2 separate regions of the Gadus morhua genome follow, and region 2 is linked to region 1. The links are chromatin contacts, called in public Hi-C maps. All regions are on one chromosome and are shown on one strand. The core of a region is the stretch at or near the end of the contact, and the rest is flanking DNA. Distances in the headings are between cores, read along the strand shown. Region 1 holds the start of plag1 (pleiomorphic adenoma gene 1). Region 2 holds the start of fbxo45 (F-box protein 45).

Region 1 (6,724 bases), core at 2,621-5,120:
GCTCATGGTTTGTTTTCTTCTCAAATTCTACTTCCCAAATCATTTTAAGGGAGCCATTTGTGCAAAAAAAAATTGCACAAGCCAACACTGGAAATACCGCACCGATATGTAATTTGAAGAAGATCATAAAAACAATTAGATAAAAATGATAGTTAAATTATATGGATTCCTTGGTGAACATTGTTGAATGCTGTTTAATATGGTTATTAAGCTAAACGACTTCATTGTACTTAAAAGCGCTTTATTTTAGGAAACAGTGTTTCTGCTATCATCCAAGTGCCCCTTCAGAATTGGCACTGCGCCAGCTGCGCGATCTCTGAGCGTTAAATATCACACAGTATCTTCATTCAGTGCCATTCAGATCCTCACAGAACTTTTGACATAATCACTTTTGATAACACGTTGGAATAGCCTGTTAGTTTTATTCTCTCCAAATAAAGAAGCAGTCTTTACGGTAGCATGAACAAAACCAAAGGTTTAATGTAACATTTAAACTGATTAATTTATAACTACGTTTTTCCTATTTCATTCAAAAACCTGCTTGGAGCCAGGATGAAAAATGAAGATTGCTTCAACCCATCTGTGTTACTCACATTAAATAACTACAAATTAAACATCTAAAGTAAAGGTTTCCAGAGAGATTTCGTTAATGTCATTATGGGAAAAGATAATCGTTCTCCTGTACTTTTATTTTGTTCTGATCTTTAGGTCAGGCCCCATGTCTGTGTTCTGCCTTTCTTTTCATTATGTTTCAACCCCTCTACCCAGCTTTCTAGAAATATAAACATACACCAAAAACTATCTCTAGGACTTCCAGATTAATTATAATTAAAGGTTAAGCAATAACATCTACTGATTTTCAATACGATTGTAGTTTTCATTTGAAATAGTATTAGTACAATAAATAAGTAAATGTCATGGCAATCTCTCTTACAATTTGAAAGTAGTTCAAATGTTTTGTGTTTCTAGATTTATAAAACCTATAAAAGTGACAAAGTTAAAAATATATTCTTCTTTAATAGTCAAGATTGTCTTTAACGTGACATATATAATTAGGTTTTCAAAGAGGTCTTTTCTGTCCCTATACCTCTGTTTCCAATATGGTTTAACTTTTAACTCAACTTTGAAAGCCGAAAGCTATCAATAAACAGAGGATAGAGGCATACGATATCCAACAATGTATAGTTTATCATAAAAGGACGATTATAAAAAACCAAACAAGACTTATCATGTAAACAGCCCTCAATGCTTGCTACAAGATGATCTTAACATTCAACAAACTTGAAATGATATAAATAACAACAAGAGCAAGAAAGAACACAAAATCAGAATGTTCGCAGATGATTGTAAAAAAACAGAACGCTATATGAAGACACAAGATTATTAAAGAGCACTTATTGGTGCATCCTGGGATTTATTGAACCCAGAAGCTAGGGTATCTGGTAATCAATGATCAGTGAAAGATCTGAGGAAAGTATCAGTCCACAATTTATACATAACATTAATGCAGGGCTGATTTCAAACCTTTGATTTAACTCTTACAATGTTTACTACTAGTACTACAACTACTACTACTACTGAAAGCGTACTACTACTACTTCTACTACTACTACTGCTACGACTACTAATGAAAGCCTACTACTACTATTACTAGGTAATAGGAGTACCACAAATATATAACTCAATAAAGTAGTATTTTAGTTCTGAAAAACATTCAGCTCTGAAGGGTCTATCACACAAAATAATATGTATTAATAGTAATAATAATAATAATAATTATAATAATAATAATAATACAAATAATAATGATAATATAATAAGATAATAAGAAAACAGAAGCTATCATATAACTTGTTTAGCTAGATTTCCAGAAACACTTTTCAAATCTGCAATAGTGTCAATAACTTTTTGTAGGACATAGTTAATTTGTTCCACGTAAACATAATGCTCCCTCTTAATATTCAGTGCCTTTATAATAAGTTAAAACACACCTACATTCTCCTGTGTAAACAACATAAACAAAACCAAGAAAGAGTTAAAAACAAGGCTTTTTGGGCTTTTTTTGCATACAGGATTTCTGTTACTCAGATTCACAACAAGAATAGTTTCTGTTTGGCAACAGACCTTCACTACCACTCCTCAACACTTTCACATAATAATCAATTAGGATTTAAAGCATATTAACAATTATTTCAAAAACACCAAACTGACATAAGCATTAATGAATGATGAGCACATAGACTGCAATTGAACCAAATAGTCAGTGGTCATCCTATCATGAAAAAAACAATGACAAACTATTGAAACCAGTAGGCCTACTGTGGATTGAAACCAATATGGTGTAGGTCTATTTAATTAATTGGTTAAAAATCCACATCATAAACACAGCACTAAACCAGTTTAACCACATGGTGCTAGCATTGTGTTCAGTAAAGCCATCACCATATCAAGAGGCAACTTTCGGCCATCCAATAACAAAATCTTGCACAAAGTTGCATCAACTTTCTCATGTAGCCTATCGCCATCTCGACCACAACGTAAGGAAGATTTTTCAGGATTTTACACTACCGGGGTTTGTGTACCTCCCCAGATCTCTGGCCATGTTATGTAGCTTTGAAACTTGTTTAGAGATCATTAATTCAACCGACACATACATCTACTACGATGGGCCATTACTTGTTTATACCAATCAGTCAGGTTATTTGCAACCTGCTACAAGCACAAAACCCACTAGGCTTTTAACAACTGTCGGAAAGACAGTGACAACTGGCCAGAATAATTGCAAAACAATAATATATGATATATAAACTAATTACTTTGTCTTAAGTCCTCCCTCCATTTTGTCAGTTTGTTGACAAACAGCGTCTCTCCCGTGTTTTGTGGATTGGGGGTTTTAAGAATCTCAGTGGTGAGGAAGAGAACTTGTAGCTGATCAATATCTTCTATGGATGAAAGTGTGATCGCATGAAGCTCGGAGCAGAAGACCCTGATCAAATGCCATTGTTGCCTTCTCCTTTGGGGCATTTCGCGTTACCGTTTTGCAAGTGAGATGCTTCATTCGATAAGGTTGTGTTTACACTGCTTATAATGAAGCCTACATGTGAGGCAAAATGCAATGTGAATGCTGGCAGCATGAATTTTGGACACTATTATTGAATCCAAGTGCGCGTGTGTTCCTGTCGGCGGTCATCGCGGTGCCGTTGTTATTACATTTAAAAATAACTAAACTAACTAACTGGGATCAAGTTTTTCCAGTTTTCTTCATTCTGTTAGCTCCTATGGTTGTTAACACTTACGGACATACGACATGACAACACTATAAGGAATGACAATAATTTATTTAAATTTTCTCAGTCCTACTTAAGCCTTCCCTTGGTTTTCTCTGTGGTCCCACACTGGGTACTGATTAACACCAACTTTTTCCTCAGCTCACCCCTCTCCCATAATTTAAATAACCCCGATATTTTAATTCAAGAACTGAGTAACAATTTACTTATTTCACACCAAACTTACCCCGGACGCTTTAACATCCTTTCTGTTGGGTTTTTCTTGACTTTCAACTATTTTCCGAATTTTTAATAATTTTTTTCTCATATTTTTTGCTAGACGCGACGGGCCTGAAAATTGTTTGCTTTCGCCTCTTTCCAGCAGCCATTGTGTGTATGCGCTTCAGTCCAACCAAACTATATTTGGCCACGCCCCTCGTAGTTCCTCCCATTTCTTATTTTTGATTTGTGTAAGGTCCTGTCACTTTCATTTCAATGTCATTTACAGTCCCTTTTAATTCAATTCAATTTTTGGACTCGCTAGATATACTGTCAATCGTTTTAGGGATTCGTTTTGCTTTCACGAACAACAATGGGTTGGCTAACACAGCAGCAAAGTTATCCTATTGGTCCAGTGTCCTGTCATTCTATTCGGCCTTCTACGCGAATCCTGTGCGTAGTGCGCCTCATTGGCTGGCCGGGCTGTCCGTCTCCGTGACCGTGCGGCCGGGTTTCCTGGTGCGCTGTTGCTGGCGGTGCGGGTCAGTGAGTGCAGCAGCAGATAGCTCGACGGGAGCCTCGTGGGCAGCTCACTGCCGCTGCTAGGAAGCTAGTTACATGTCGTAAAGCGTCAACTGCTACAGCGGTCGCTGTTACCGAACCACTACCACCGAGTGCCTAGAGTACACAATTAAAACGGCATGTGATGCCAGTCTGACGTTGTATATGACAGTATAATTTCCAAACAAACGACTAACCGCAGAATTGTCTTTCTGCGTGTTGTTGTGGTAGAAGTGGTGGTGGTTGAGTAACCTTCGATCTAAGCCACACCAAGGTGCATTTCCTGACTGTTGTGTTGCTAGTGGTCCATACTGTAAAGGTAAGCTTTCAAACTGCACACCAGTATTGGTTGCACGTCAATTTTACGTGTCTCGTATGTATCGTTAGTTGTAGTTCTGTTTCGTGTGCATCGTCCATACAAACCGATTTCAATGTAGCCCATGCCATACAAAAGTATGGGTTTGGCAATTTCGACGAAGGTCAACTTAGAAAATGTCAACAAAGTTTCAATGCTGCATAATGATCTGCGAAATTGTAATCAGCTGTTTCCCAAACTCACAATATTGGGTCTAGGGTCGGTTTCTCAAAACATATCTGGTAGCCTACTTCTTGTAGCCTACTTTATAGACTAGATAAGGACATATAAGGTATGGAGGTTATTTGATGATAAATTAGGTTAGAAGTGACAACTTCTTTGCGAGTTTGATTGCTTTTGTCTGCGCGACTCCAATTGTATTCATATACTTATAATAGATTATAGGGGGTTTTAGGCTACATAATAGGTTACTTAAGCAATGATTTAAGATTTTTGAAACAGAATGCATTTGCATTGCATTATTTTATTTAGCTTTCTTTATGTCTGAGCAATGCTTCGTTTGTACTTGCATCAGAACCAGGGCTTTGTGGCTGCGGGGAATGTGGGCCAGGGTTATTAGGATGTTACTAAACTATTGTTTAGGTTTATACTGCATATGAGACAACACTAATGCAATACCATTATCCCAAATGCCCACAAGGTGGATCTGCTGGATCCTTCCCTAGTTAAAGCATGTTGTGACTTTTTCTTTTTTATTCAGACTTTATTTAGAGAAATCCCGAGTTCATTGAGAGTTACACATTACACGTTTAAATAAACAACCCTGTGAGATAGTCATGCATTTCCACATGAAGCAGAAACAGCTTTGCAAGATCGTTGAAACCAAAGTGAGTGAGACGTTTTATTGCTCTGATTGGGTTATCCTGTTATGAAATTGTGTTTGGTTGCCTGGATACCAATTCCATGAAGAAGGAAAAACTTTGAAAATAATGATGAAATAACACAACGATGTGCTTTGTATAAATTAGTTCACCTGAAATGGCTGGCTAAACAGGTATTTATTTATATAGAGGATATTAATGCTAATGCCGTACCAGCCATGCACTTAATTTATTTTTTATTGTTCTTGCAGGTCAAAATGGATAAAAACACACGGAAACTCCGTAATCAGGACATCAACCCATGCATCGAAGTAAGTTGAGTGAGCTTCGGGAGAGTGCATTGAATTTCAATAGCTGCCCTAAGAATCTTTGTTACTTTCATCTTAAAATGTTCCTAAAAGAAAAAAGTATTTTTCTTCCCCTCCAGGAAAGTGATGGGTCTCAAAGGTGTTTGGAAGCCCACAACTATGACAAGTCCATGTGTTCACCCTATTTCATAAACTACAAGAACTGTAGGAAGTATTGGGTGAGTATTTTCTGAAATGTTTTATAAAAATGATTACACAGAGGACCTGAGAGACGCTACTCGAGGTCAACACCAAAGATGCTTTCCTACTTGCGGGCACAGAACAGAACTCACACGTCACTACACAGGTCAGAGGAACCGAGACCAACCTAGAAGGACTGTGTGTGCGTCCTCAGTGTCTCCGTTACAACAAGCTAGCCAATGCTCTTGAGGTCCGTCTTGAAAGCGGGATCAAAGCAGGGCTATGTAGCTCCTGGTTTGTGAGTTCGCTGAGGTTCTGGGAAAACGGCCACAGTGACTTGGGATGTCATTTTGTGGTAACTTAATAGCATACCTGCAGTGCACACATTGCACACATACTAACCAGAGAGAAGGCTATTTACTGCAACTGCACTTCAAGGAGAGGGATGTTCAACCCAGGTCAATGCTTTAAAGTCTAGTCCAATGTCAACATGCTGGCTGTTGTGTCAGCATCACATGTTCTGATCATGAAGCTTCTCAATACCCCATCACCTGACTATCCAACCCAATGAAAAAAGGGATAATATAACAAAAGTGTCGGACCACAACGTGATACTATGATTCTATAACACTGTTTCTCTGATGGAAGATAAGCATTTGAGGCCATTAATGTTAATTTGGTCTATGTCATATTTGCATCAGTCGAGCAGCCAATTGATGTTCTGCCAAACCGGCAAAATAGTGCAAAGCCAAGTACCTCTCATTTATTTCCAAATAAAGAGATGAGAACCCTTTGAATGTTCCTTTTTGTTTCTTTAAAGCATAACCTCATGGTGCAGCGGAGGAGAGAGGGGGTGAAGCCGGAGATGCCCACTGCTGAGGAGAGGAAGGAGATCCTGGCTGGTCTGGGTGGCAAGCCGTACTGAAGCGGGCTCCTCGGGAGCTCCTCCTCCTGACGACAGCCCTCTGGGTCTCAGCCCGGCTGATAGGAGCC
Region 2 (6,646 bases), core at 482-2,981, 140 kb after region 1:
TAAGTGCTGACCGCTGCCGAGGCGGTGGTCTCTCGGCAGCGAGGCTCCGGCGGGAGACAACCTCGGTCAACAATCCCTTTCTCCTCCATGTCTAGGTTCAGTCTAGAGACGTCGGAGAACCCTACACGGTCGTTTGAGATTCATAATATCATCTGGAGGCGCACACAGCTTTTGGCCCCGATAATATATATTCTATGATATAGATATCCATGTATAATATGATATTATTTAGATATAGAGCTCTAGGACTCCCGTGCGTTCTAGAATATTAACAGAACACGGCGAAAGGCTGTGTGTGCCTCGCCATACACCACTGTAAACAGAGCGCTTGGTACCGTGGTAGCTGCTCAGGGCCACACCCCCATCCTCCTCCTTGACTCGCCTCTCAACTCCTCATTTGCATTAAAGCTACAGACACCTAAACGGTGTATTTGGAGAAAGCTCAATGTGCAACTGGCTCGTAGTGGCTGTAAATCTGCACCACGGCTGAATTTCAATAACGACTTCAAATACTGCGGTTGGGGCCTACTAATATCTATATTAAAGCATCCATAAAGTAGCATGCCATGGGACCTTTAAATCAATGGGTGACAGAGATGATAATGTGTATAATCAGGAAAAGACAAAATGTAATGGATGCATCAATGTGTTATGAACGCAAAAAAATTGTTTCGTTTCTACGTCAAACCCAAGAATAGTTCTACACAAAAGAATCATTGCTTCTAATTTTAAAGAGGGACATATTCAAGAGAGAATCGAATAAATAAGCCCAATAAATATCGACATATTGATGGGGTGGATGCCATACAATTTTAGGTCAAGATCAGTTTCATGACAATCCTATTTTGTATGACCTGAATGGACTGGAAATACTAAGTGTACACGCACACACACAATAATTGACGCATCACAGTTAACAAGCTACTAGCTAGCTAACAAAGGTTTTGGACGGTTAGGTCAGTCCGTTGTTTACGCAAGCCAAATTAGCATGTATAGCACGTTATGATGTATAAAAATGTGTACATTTGAACCGATTGTAGGACTACACTTGGTTGTGACCAGATATATGGGGCCAGCGTCGGGCCGCGGAGTGTGGCAAAACATTCACCTGACCGTGTCACCCCATCAAGTCATTATGTTGTGGCATACAATAACATAACATAGATTAATACATCTTAATTACCTAAATATGATTATAATCCAGTTGAACGTGCCTTAAGGTGTGCTGCTTTGGCTGTGCCTGTGTCTGCTTGTCAACCTCTTGATCTTGATCCTGATGTTTTGGTTCCAGAGCTCGCTCAACTCTTTTGAGCAATGCGCGTCACTTCCGACGGTTTGGTCACGTGACGACAGACAACGCGTCATTGTCTTCTTATTATTTCGTTTTGCTATATAATTAAATTCACTTTTAAATCAAACATTTATAATTCTATAAATATAATACTCTTTTTTTTTTTTTTACAGCTATCAAGATCGTAAACTAGACCTCAACTGAACAATTTGGATTTACGGAGATTAATTGTAAACTGTATATTCCTGGCAGCTGAAAGGCTGTTTTAAATAAAGCGATACCTTAAAAAAAATAAAAAAATCAGTAACAATCTACTCTAACTTGCAGATTGATTCCAAAACGCCTTTTAAACGTATTTAAAAAATGACAAAGCTTGGTACGTGTTGAGGAGCATTTTTTTCTTATTTTTTTCAACTCCCATCTTTCCTCTTCCAGGACCTTGATGCATCGCTTCCTTTCAGCCATTAAATTGGGCAGGGTCCAGATTGTTGTGTTTTTACCGCAACCTATGCGCAATTTTGCCACACAATGACCAAACTCTGGCACTTTATGCATGTTTGTAATTTTTATATGGCATAGATGAGTATAGCGTGTCGGCATATATCGTCATTAAGTCAAATAATGTCGGGAGCGGCCGCTGTAGGTGCGTCCTCTTGCATAGGCGCAGCTGCGGCAGCTAGCTGTAGCTCCGCCGGCTCTTCCTATGTTACAGTGGGTGGATGTACCGGGGTGGCTGGCAGGTTGCCTGGCCGGGTTCTTGAACATGTCTTTTCATATTTGGACTTGCCTGATTTAATGCAATGCTCGTTAGTGTGTTGGCACTGGAATACCACTCTCGCCGACGAAAACAGCGAAGTGTGGCGCAGTCTTTGCGCTCGCTCTCTGAGTGAAGAGGCGCTTCGATCTGACATTCTGTGCAACCTGCCTACCTACAAGGGGAAGGTATGTTTACCAACCGAGCATCATTCAACTGCTAGACACAGGAATAGTTTGATTACCTCGGATAGCGCCTGCACGACTTTCTAATAGGGATGTGTGTTTCAACTGTCTAGCAAAGATTGTAAACAGAATTAGCACCACCAAATATTCTACATCTGTAAGAATGCTGGATTGAAGATTAATCTTCACATCAATAGCGATGGATCAATATATATGTTGGGCTTCTGCCGTGTTTCCTCTTCTAACTTTCCCTTTGTACTTTTGTACCTGACACTGTGCATGTATGTAACTCACATAGCTTGTTATTATCAGGGATGGCTGGCTCCGTCTTGCGTCCAATTGATTCCCGAGCTCCTTACTTTGCTCACAGAGATGATCCAGAATCAGAGAACTCTGCCATATTAGACAATAACTTCAATATACTCTTTTGGCTAATGTTATGACAAAGTCAATAAACATGATGTATTTCCCCTAAAGGGGCTGGCATACTTGTATAACTTGTATAACATATGAATAGAACTGAAGAGCAAAGAAGAGGGCATAGCCTAATCGACTCCTTTTTCTTTTAGATTACATCTTTCCAATATAAACATTTATCATGTGTTGCAACTAGTGTCATTCTCAAACCATTGCTTTGTGTCTCTGGAAATCTCCAGCTCAAGTCCTACCAACATGCTCTTAGCACCCACGACTGCTCCCGCAACGTTTACGTCAAGAAGAATGGCTTCACCCTCCACCGAAACCCCATCGCCCAGAGCACCGACGGCGCCCGCGCCAAGATTGGCTTCTCCGAGGGGCGTCACGCCTGGGAAATCTGGTGGGAGGGGCCCCTGGGAACCGTGGCGGTGATCGGACTGGCCACGAAGAGGGCGAACATGCAATGCCAGGGCTACGTGGCTCTGCTGGGCAGTGACGACCAAAGCTGGGGCTGGAACCTCGTGGACAACAACCTGCTACACAACGGTCAAGTCAACGGCAACTTCCCTCAGTGCAACAACGCACCAAAGTACCAGGTAGCTCACTAGCTGCAGATCACACAGTCACACCTCGAACGCAGTACTATACTATTGTTCGTTGTGTGCGTACTTCTTTTTCCATGGGGTTATTAGCAGGCTACACTGCGTCAGACTGCTATAAGGTCACAATGCTTACGTAGCTGCCGTGGCTATTGCCATCCCGCTTAAACTCCGCCCTACCATAAGGGTACTGTCGGCGGTGGAAACGCGAGCCGTAACTGAGCTTGCCTATACCGCACCCTCACTACTGGGCTGAGGCGGGCTGGGTCCGAAGCGTACCTGCCGGTGGAAAAGCGACATAAGGTCCCTCCTGTCTGTGTAGAGGCTTCCTCTAAGGTGGCTCCTGTCTGTATAGCCGGCCTCTAAGGGGCATGCTCTCTGTGTATAGCCTACCTCTAAGGGGCCTCCTGTCTGTGTATAGCTGGCCTCTAAGGGGCCTCCTGTCTGTATAGCCTACCTCTAAGGGGCCTCCTGTCTGTGTATAGCCTACCTCTAAGGGGCCTCCTGTCTGTGTATAGCCTACCTCTAAGGGGCATGCTCTCTGTGTATAGCCTACCTCTAAGGGGCCTCCTGTCTGTGTATAGCCTACCTCTAAGGGGCATGCTCTCTGTATAGCCTGCCTCTGAGGTTCCTCCTGTCTTGTGTGCCAACAGATCGGCGAGAGGATACGGGTGATCCTGGACATGGACGACAAGACGCTGGCCTTCGAAAGGGGCTTTGAGTTCCTGGGCGTGGCGTTCCGCGGACTGCCCAAAGCCTGCCTGTTCCCAGCCGTGTCGGCCGTGTACGGCAACACAGAGGTCACCATGGTGTACCTGGGCAAGCCCCTGGACGGCTAGGGCCCGTCCGCGTCGCCAAAGCCTTTGGGTGGTATTGGGGGATGGACCTTTCCCGGGACCTTGTTTTTAGGTTTGTGTGTGACCTTGGGGCCAGTGTACTCAGAGCTGCACCTCGCTGAAGTGGGTCGGTCTGGGCTGAAGGGGGACCTGGATCCGGCTGGGGGGGGTGGGGGGGGTGGGGGGGGGGCTTCTTTGCGGTTCCGTTGTATCTATTCCAGACTCGGTGGGATCCGGGGGAGTGGTCGTGTCATATAAGGTATGTCCATTGGTCATGTGATGCTGGACTCGTTCCGTTCGGTGGAAACTGCTCACGCTTACATGAATTTAGGTTTTTAGGCTCACCACGCCTGACCTTTTACTGGAGCATTTTATGTCTCTTAAGCAGGGCCAAAGCAATCATGAACTGTGGCCAATACTTTTATCCCATATGTGTCATTTAAAAAGGCTAGCCAATGTATTAGTGAGTGTAAGCCAGTTATCAGGGTTAACGTGGTCCTCCATTGACTGGATCATTGTGCTTGACCATGCCGACCCAGTGTGACCTGATGTTCTCATATATTTACATCTATCTAGATCTAGATAAAGATAGGTGTGTAGATATATATCTATGTACAGATCAATATATATTTATCTAGGGATATCTATCTCTCTATATCTATATATCTCCAAATGCAGAGTTTGTACAGGCAAACATCAGAGGTAGTTTTACGAAAGCATGCATTCTTTTCTGCCTCCTGTTTGCAGCGACTCCCTTGTAAAAACACCCAGAGCACTTGAGCAGAAATGGAACCAAGAAGCCTATTTAACCATGTAATGTTACTGTGTATCACTTTTTTTTATTGTTCTGTTGTCATATTAAGCATTATTTATTTCTTATTTTATCCATGGTACTCTTGATGGGGTCATGTGACCTGAAAGTAAAAGTCTATTTGTTGCCAATCCCAATTATCAGAATAAAGATAGCGTAATGCCTGTGCGTTTGACCATGTTTGACCCTGGACAGGCCTACATGCTAGTCTTGTGAAGGCTAACAATTAGTGAATGGTACATCTGTGGTTTACATTGAATTCAAAACGTCTTGCTTAATTCCCAAGCAGCACAAATACAGTTGGTTCCAGTCCAGTCTAATATCTCAAGGTAGAACCGGCGGTGGGCTCCTGAGATTTAGGCTGGCTTCTCGAGACTAATGGTAACCAGTGTGTAGCCAGTATGTGTGAGTGATGAGAGAGACCATCCCAGCCAGAGTTATGATTGGGGGCCAATTATGGAAAGACGTAATAGAGGCCTCCCATGAAATGCACCTGACTTGAACATGTTTGTCAGTGATGACTGGTTACAGTCTAAATGTATCCAGTATGGGTCCACGTGATTGGTTAGACCAGAGCATCTTTGGTCTGATTGAGTCAGAGAGACACCAGAACACTCATGCACACATAATAATATATATAATAATTAATAATCTTCATATTTACTGTCACCATCGTCTTTGTATAAAATAACTAATAAAGAGGGGGAAACTGGATGAGCGAATGGTTGTCTCCAGTCGCTCATGACCCATTGGGAGATTTTCACTTGACTTTTTGCTATTCAACTCGACATGTGTAAGAGATTTTTCAATGATTTCGACAACCCTTTGATCTTTTGGGACTAGCTCACCCATAGGAAAGGTCCATTTAAAACACCTGCACAGACTAAATTGGATTGGGAGACTTTTAAAAGCTCACAGCTCATCGTGTCAGCCGAGGAGGACAGTTCCTCTACAGTTGAATAGATTTACTGCGATCCACATCCCCCAATCCAACTTTGTGTATTACCATTTCATGAAATAAATGGTTGAATCTATGACATGATTTAGTTTCCCGCTATCAGTTTATGCAGAATTACATTTTAACCTAACTTGTCGGACAGCGGTAAACTATTGCAATTTATCGTTGTTGCAATGTATCATAGACAACTGCAAGCAAGTGGGATTTTGTTTCATTTTGTATTGTTTTCAAGGTAATAGAAGATTAGAAAATAAAGATGTGTAGTCAATGCACACATTCACACACCGACGGCGGTGTCAACCATGAGCAGTCAGGGTCAGGTGTCTTGCTCAAGGACACCTCAACACCCAGCTAGGAGGAGCCAGGGATCGAACCAGCAACCTTCGGTCATTACCAGCCAACCCGCTCTACCTCCTCAGTTGCGCCGACACCAACTGAGAGACAGTTCCGACCCGCAGGTCGACACGACGCAGGTCCAAAGAGCCCACGGGCCGAGGGGCAGATACGCAACAGACATCTGAAGCAACAACGCTCCGGCTGGGATAATGTTGCCCCCAAACTGTTATAAAACCCTTGTGTGTGACGGACACATTCAACATAACTTTGAAATACACTCTATAAACATGATACAACATCTTGGTTCACACCAACACACACATAAACACACTGTCACTCAGTCAGCCACACACGCATGATCAAACAGCTCCTCCCAGCCCCCCCACTGCGCAGCTCCTCGACTACCCCAAGGGGGTCAGGGGAAAAGGCACATACCATCAAATGGCAGTTAGAGAAACA

Evidence for each region. Hi-C and Micro-C count contacts between places; a contact is called where the count stands out from the background.
Region 2: a Hi-C map of blood shows a contact between it and region 1, with 4 times the contacts expected there. The contact joins the promoter of fbxo45 here to the promoter of plag1 in region 1. A contact is called at or near these places in 2 of 6 Hi-C or Micro-C datasets (blood and gill).

Annotation. Positions count from the first base shown.
Region 1 is chr23:11,489,027-11,495,750 of gadMor3.0, forward strand. plag1 (pleiomorphic adenoma gene 1) reads right to left here and starts at 3,871. Exons shown (of 3, transcript XM_030348824.1): 1 at 3,514-3,871. chchd7 (coiled-coil-helix-coiled-coil-helix domain containing 7) reads left to right here and starts at 3,976. Exons shown (of 4, transcript XM_030348883.1): 1 at 3,976-4,365; 2 at 5,495-5,554; 3 at 5,671-5,769; 4 at 6,552-6,724. The coding sequence starts at 5,501. The coding sequence ends at 6,656.
Region 2 is chr23:11,633,006-11,639,651 of gadMor3.0, forward strand. It overlaps fbxo45 (F-box protein 45), which reads left to right and starts at 1,732. Exons shown (of 3, transcript XM_030349492.1): 1 at 1,732-2,233; 2 at 2,887-3,243; 3 at 3,900-5,061. The coding sequence starts at 1,871. The coding sequence ends at 4,085. It overlaps fam168b (family with sequence similarity 168 member B), which reads right to left and starts at 1,323. Exons shown (of 7, transcript XM_030349431.1): 1 at 1,215-1,323.